Linked DNA regions of Bombyx mori: region 2 is linked to region 1. A link is a contact called in public Hi-C data. All regions are on one chromosome and are shown on one strand. The core of a region is the stretch at or near the end of the contact, and the rest is flanking DNA. Distances in the headings are between cores, read along the strand shown. Region 1 overlaps LOC101737740 (patronin). Region 2 overlaps LOC101736493 (zinc finger protein 271).

Region 1 (3,484 bases), core at 507-3,006:
TATGCAAACGTTTTTATATAGACATGCCAAAATAAAAACATTGTGAATTTATTTTTAAAAGCGTCATTAAAATGACTGGGTAGTTACTCTATTTTAAGGGTTATTGAGGTAGATTAAGAAAATCTTTACAATTACTTAAAATCTAACGGATAAATATGATGATAATCTACGAAATAAAAACAAACATTACTGAAAATCTACAAAAAAATACAGAACTACATGGTAGCGAAAACACGTAAACGACAACAAATACAGTTCTTTCAAAAACCGAAATAAAAAACCTTAAGACTAGATGTACATCTTGCTAAAATTACTCGCTAATGAGTATAAAAAAATATTGGGCTCTCCACCGCTAGTTTCATTTTTCTAGAGCAAAAAAACTTCAAGAAGTCATACTATGCAATAATCTTTGTTTACTTCGCTTTGGAAAACTGAAAAATTTTAATGCGGTAATTTTTTTACGTGTTTTTTTTTTCGTTTACGCTATTCTGATTTACTTATGTGTTTTTTTTTAAACTAATTTTAATGGCATTACTATGCGTGACATATTATAATATAAAACTAGTGACGTGCTCACGCGTTGCGATCGAAAGGATTGGAGAATTATTATTATTCACAAGAAAGATATTTATTATACTATGGCGAGCAATACCATATTAAGCAATGAAAAATGCAGAACAGCATTTATCAACTGTTATATTAATCGTGTGACAACACTACCGTAACTACGAAATAATATCGATGAATATACTTTAAAAAAAGTCTTGGGAGTCATATGGACATAACGTCAACGACTCCTACTGTATAGTCTCGTTAATGAGAAAGTGCGCCCAAAAAAAGCTTATCCATGCAAACCCAGTTTATAAGCAAAATAAAAGCGTATCAGGTTAACATATACTATTATAATTAAGAATATCTATACAAGAGTAAACAGACGGTACAGAAAGCAGAGCATAGAAAAAACAGAGGTGACATATAAAAATTAAAAGTGTTTAAAGAGACACGCAAAACAAAAAACACGTTCACACACAGACACACACAGCAATAAAACAAAACTGCAAACAGCCACTACTCGTCTTCGTCGTGAATAAGGCAGAAATCAGTGTATCAAAGTAAATAACTGAACTGAATTGATTGGGTTTAATGTTAGTTTAGACGTCATTCAAAATATAGTGAGAATCGAGAGACAAGGGATTTTCTTTAGAAATACATAGGTATTTTAACTGTACAACTGATTAAGTAAAAGAAAATGAATGTCCTTTTTTTATAGCTTAAATGGTTGGACGAGCTCACAGCCCACCTGGTGTTAAGTGGTTACTGCGACCCATAGACATCTACAACGTAAATGCCGCCACCCACTCTGAGATTTGAGTTCTAAGGTCTCAGTATAGTTACAACGGCTGCCCCGCCCTTCAAACCGAAACGCATTATTGCTTCACGGCAGGTTTGATTTTTACCACACGATGTTATTCCTTCACCGTGGAAGTCAATCGTGAACATTTGTTAAGTACGTATTTCATTAGAAAAATTGATACCCGCCTGCGGGATTCGAACATTGGTACTTCGCTAGATACGAATGCACCGGACGTCTTATCCTTTAGGCCACGACGACTTCGCCGTGTGCGGCGAGTCCATATAAAATGTGTAAAATTTACAGGAAATATGGCGGTGGCGGCGTCTCATGGTTGTGGCCAGTGGCCCGTGTGCGGCGACTCTAAGGGAAAATGAACGTTCACAAGTGTAGTAGTGTATGTGTGTAGTGTGTAGTGTCGGTGCATGTGTGTAGTGTCGGTGTATGTGGGTAGTGTTGGTGTATGTGTGTTGTGTGTAGTGTCGGTGTATGCGTGCAGTGGCGGTCGGCGCGTGTACCTGCGAAGGGCACGGCGTGGTGCAGGTCGTGCGGCGGGCGGTCGGGGCGCAGGTCGGGGATGGGCGAGGGCGCGGGGGCGGGCAGGGCGCGGCGCGGCCGCACGCCGTGCTCGTTGCACGCCTCGCGCTCTGCGCACACCGCACCGTCACTACCGCCACGCGCTACCCACGCGCGACCCGCATGACACACATTTGTACACCAAGCAATACCATCCATCACCGCCTCGATGCAACCGACACACATACAAACTCATAATCACCAATCATTCTTCGATGCAACCAACACACTGTTGAGTCTCTATATCGGGCAAGGATTAAAAAGACACGTGTTCAGTTAAGTCACTAACGTATATTGGGATAACAACCTAACGTGCTATCGACAGCCCGACAATCCCGAGACTGACGTAGCATCATTGCAATATAATTACCGCTAACACATACATATAATTATTGGTTGCTTTAGGGACATTTGTGGTCCCTACAACACATATAAACCAACACAATCATTCTTCATCAACAGAAACGATAAATAAAACTCTCACACAAAACATGTTCGAAAGACATGTCTGTCTCGCGTTTGTGTAGCCCAACTAAATAAAACTTCACATATTTATCTCGATTATGGCACGCCCAACAAATTTCACAATCGCCAAAACACAATCCCAACACAATCCAAAAAAAGCACACCATGATTCTCTTATACCAAATCCTTGTTACGCATACAGACATAAAACTTAATTCAATGTTTGTACAATTTACAGGATGCGTAAAACGGAACGTGATAATTTAATTGTTCGACGTAATTCACAAACACGTGAACGTTTTCGATCACCCTGTCTTGACTCGGCGTGTTCGATGCGAAAACAACGAAACTGTCCAATAACGTTTATCGAGTAAAAGAGTAGTAAAGCACTGAACAAGGTGTTGTCGTCACTTTCTCTCAGTGTTCTTAGTGCGAGTTTTTTAACGTTCTCGATCGCGTAAAAGTTAACTCAAACTCGTATGGAGTTGGAACAGCGCCCCTAGCGGCAAAACTTGGAGTTAAAAAACTCGCACTGAGCGAACAGAACTGTTTTATGTTGGTCAGCAACTCTTTACACGTTAAAATAAAGCTCGTTAATAACGTTAATATAAATCGTTGTAAACTCGCGCAATAAAAGCGTCAAGCATCATACGGCGCAAGCAAGACAGGGCGACAAGAAACCAAACTGCAGCTTCGCCAATCTGAGCCACTTCCTAACTCAACTTACCGTCGACGACTTCATTAGCGCAATGCCAGACTTAAAAAAAAATACACGGATAACAAAAAAAAATCATTCAACAGCCGAAAATTATTTTATATATATTTTTTTAATAGAAAGGAAACGTAAGCATTACTTATTACCGCGTCCATAAATATTATACTTTTTTTTTTAATACTAATATTAGTATGCGTTTTTGATATTATGACCACATACTCCCATCGAGTCTAGCATGCAAGAGCCGGGACGAGGATCACGGACTGGATTGTTTAGATTAGACAATAATTCTCTCGTGTACTCACCGCTTCCCGGGCACTTTACTGATTTGACCGGATGAACTTCTAGCACGTTGAACAGGTCGGCGAGCATCGCTA
Region 2 (3,552 bases), core at 118-2,617, 43 kb before region 1:
GAACAGGGTAAGGAACTAGAAAAAATTTTCAAAGAGGAAGGTGTCATAGATGATGAATTGGATGGAGATATAAAGAGTGAAGTAGTCATGGACTCTAAGTCTACTTCTCAAGAAGAAGAAGTGATCGGACATAGAGAGGACTCCGGTGAACTAGTTGTCGTTGTGAAAGGCAAAGGACGTGGTAGACCTAAAGGTGAGAATCATTCCTTACAATAATTAGCTGACCCGGTAGACTTCGTAGTGCCTCAATCGATAAATAAAAGACCTAAACTTTTGTATTAAATAAACTTAAAACAAACAAAAGGAATCCGTCCAAAGGAGGACACATCAAAGGAAAACCAAAATTGTTATTTTTATTTAATTCTGAGCATTTTCATATTTATCTACCTTTTAAACCTTCTCTGGACTTCCACAAATAATTCAAGACCGAAATTAGCCAAATAGGTCCAGCCGTTCTCGTGTTTTAGCGAGACTAATGAACAGCAATTCATTTTTATAGATACAATACTGTAAAATATGTAGATTTTTCTTATTCATCCAGTTTAGTGAATTTAAGGATATTTATTACACAGAATATATAAAGAAGTAAAAAAATACTTTGTGTGTAATGCTTATTACATTAGAGAAACTTATACCAAATGAGTGTATAGATTGTACATTTTCACAAGGAATCATATTTCCATATTACTAAAATCACACGAATTTACAATGCATAACATTGTAGAAGTTATTTCAAAATTACTACTAATTTTATTATTATAGCTGTGAAGCAGCAGTGACTTTATGGTTTAACAGTAAAGCTGCTATGCTATACAATCCAATTCGCTCTGAAGTATAAGATAGCCCTATTATCATCATTTGTAAAATAAAATGTCTTCACTAATCAATCATCAAGTAGGTAAAATAATTTTTTTTTTGTTGCTTAGATGGGTGGACGATCTCACAGCCCATCTGGTGTTACGTGGTTACTGGAGCCCATAGACATCTACAACGTAAATGCGCCACCCGTCTTGAGATATAAGTTCTAAGATCCCAGTATAGTTACAACGGCTGCCCCACCCTTCAGACCGAAACGCATTACTGCTTCACGGCAGAAATAGGCAGGGTGGCGGTACCTACCCGTGCGGACCTCACAAGTAGTTCTACCACCGGTGATTACGCAAATTATAGTTTTGCGGATTTGATTTTGATTACACGATGTTATTCCTTCACCGTGGAAGTCAATCGTGAAGTAAGAGCAGTCGTGAGCGGTGAGTGTGGTGACGTGTCGGTTTGGTTGCGCCAGGTCGGCTCCGGCCCAAGCAGGAGCAGTGCGCCATCTGCGGCGCGTCGTACTCGTGCGTGGGGCGCTACATGTCGCACGTGGCGGCGCACGGGCCCGTGCTGTACCAGTGCGCCGCCTGCCTGCTGGCGCTGCCCAACCGCCTCACCTTCACGCAGCACCAGCGCGACCACGCGCACGCCGGACAGCGCGTCATCCCCTGCACCGCGCGACAACTGGTAACTCTCTCCCACCGGCCGCCTCTGGGCCTGCGAACTTAACCTTGCTGTGATTATGTGAATCATAGAGGGCGTAAGGGAACTGTTTTCAAAATGGAACGAGAGCAGTAAAGTACTGTAACCAAACGATTTTGCCTTTATTACACAATATATTTTTAAACGTAAAGGGGAATGCCCTCTCTCCATGGTATGCTGGGCCCAAAAATGGATAGCAAATCTAATATATAAAATTCTCGTGTCACAATGTTCGTTCCCATACTCCTCCGAAACCGCTTGACCGATTCTCATGAAATTTTTTATGCATATTCAGTAAGCCTGAGAATCGGCTACTATCTGTTTTTCATACCCCTAAGTGATTAGGGGTATGAAAAACCCCTAACATATATTTTTTTTATTTGGACATTTTTTATTGTTATAATGAGGTATTATGTGGTTGAATGAGGTTTTGTTATTTTTATTATATATTCCCTCATCGTTCACAGCACTACATACCTCTTTCACTCATTTACCACATCCTTACACACTTACAATAAGTTTTTTTTTTCTACACTAGAAATTCCCTAGAAATCTTATATATGGCAAAACAATGTTTGCCGGGTCAGCTAGTATTACTATAAAAATGGACTGCTTCAAATTTTTAAATGTATTGGATATCTAAAAAATATATTGAAATTGACGCCACTATTATAAAAATAAAATAAAAAATTGTTTTGAGTTTAATTTTCTATATAAATAAGTGAAACGTTATTGATCAGTATCCGTAATCGAATGTAGCTGTGATCCTCAACTCCTGAGCCAAAGTCGTCGTTGAAGGGAGGATAAAATCCATAAAAAAAAGGCAGTAAAATAAATCGAAGAAAAATCAAAACACATCCATTTTGAACGTAAGCACAAGCGGCAAGCGAAGTGTCAGTCAGTCAAATTAAATTCAGTGTTATCAGTATATTATAATATAATTACATTAAATCGATTTATTGATTATTTTTTTACAATAACCGATAATTGATTTATTTTTCTTAATCTTTTTTTTTACGAGTTCACAATATATTTTATTTTTTGGTTTTTGTTGTATTTAAATAACAAAGTAACCAAACAACCACTAAAGTCCAACGAGTATGGCTTTGATGTTATTTTATGTGCTTATAATCGATTAAAATCTATTGATTAAAGATAATACTTAAAATGTTTTATTTATATACTTAAAAAAATATTTACTTAATACATTAAAGGCTTTGATGCTGGCAATATTTTTCCCGCAAAAATCAAAAAACTTGTTTTTTTCAATAGAGTTACTTTTTTTTTAACCACTTATGGTAAACTGTAGTGGCGCTCATGTGGAAGAAAGTAAATGCATATTTATTTATTCCAAAATTAATGCACTGAGTATTTTTTCTCTAATCTATTGTCCACTTTGGGCCTGAAGTGGGCATTCCCCTTTCACATTTATAACTTTCGTCAGTTTGTCATTGTTTTGTATTGATGATCACTTTATTGGTGCAACTTAATAAATAAATAAATAACTTTCAGGCCGAAGCTCAAGAAAAATTGGAGTCTTCAAATCAAATGGGAATCGTATCGATTGAAAACATCGCGAAAGACACTGCAGCATCCGCTGATGCGCTGCCGGACCTCGACCCGGAGCCACCGGGCACCACCACGGGGCAGGCAGAGATTGTGAATGACAACGCACCGAAAACGGAACCGGTCGATCCGCTCGGCGCCGATGCCACTGAGGACCTAGACACTAATGGTTCTTTTTTATTTTTTTATTGCTTAGATGTGTGGACGAGCTCACAGCCCACCTGTTGTTAAGTGGTTACTGGAGCCCATAGACATCTACAACGTAAAGGCGCCACCCTCCTTGAGATATAAGTTTTAAGGTCTCAGTATAGTTACAACGGCTGCCCCACCCTTCAAACCGAAACGCGTTACTGCTTCACGGCAGAAATAAGCAAGGCGGTGGTGCCTTCCCGTGCGGACTCACAAGAGGTCCTACCACCAGTAATATTATTATTATTTTTTTTTATATTCATATAAAAGTATTCAATCCAT

Evidence for each region. Hi-C and Micro-C count contacts between places; a contact is called where the count stands out from the background.
Region 2: a contact with region 1 is called in a Hi-C map of whole pupa, with 5 times the contacts expected there. The contact joins two enhancer-like sites. A contact is called at or near these places in 4 of 7 Hi-C or Micro-C datasets (middle silk gland, posterior silk gland and whole pupa).

The regions. Positions count from the first base shown.
Region 1 is chr4:16,102,508-16,105,991 of ASM3026992v2, reverse strand. LOC101737740 (patronin) reads right to left here. Exons shown (of 26, transcript XM_062668373.1): 6 at 3,413-3,484; 7 at 1,870-1,998. Among protein-coding and RNA genes, the nearest start is that of Mir3267c, 40 kb to the left of the region's middle. Within about 2 kb of position 1,756, at least 6 of the 8 cell types and tissues checked have open chromatin away from gene starts, as enhancers often do.
Region 2 is chr4:16,145,291-16,148,842 of ASM3026992v2, reverse strand. LOC101736493 (zinc finger protein 271) reads left to right here. Exons shown (of 18, transcript XM_038010626.2): 5 at 7-193; 6 at 1,286-1,500; 7 at 3,028-3,250. Among protein-coding and RNA genes, the nearest start is that of Mir3267c, 2.8 kb to the right of the region's middle. Within about 2 kb of position 1,367, at least 3 of the 8 cell types and tissues checked have open chromatin away from gene starts, as enhancers often do.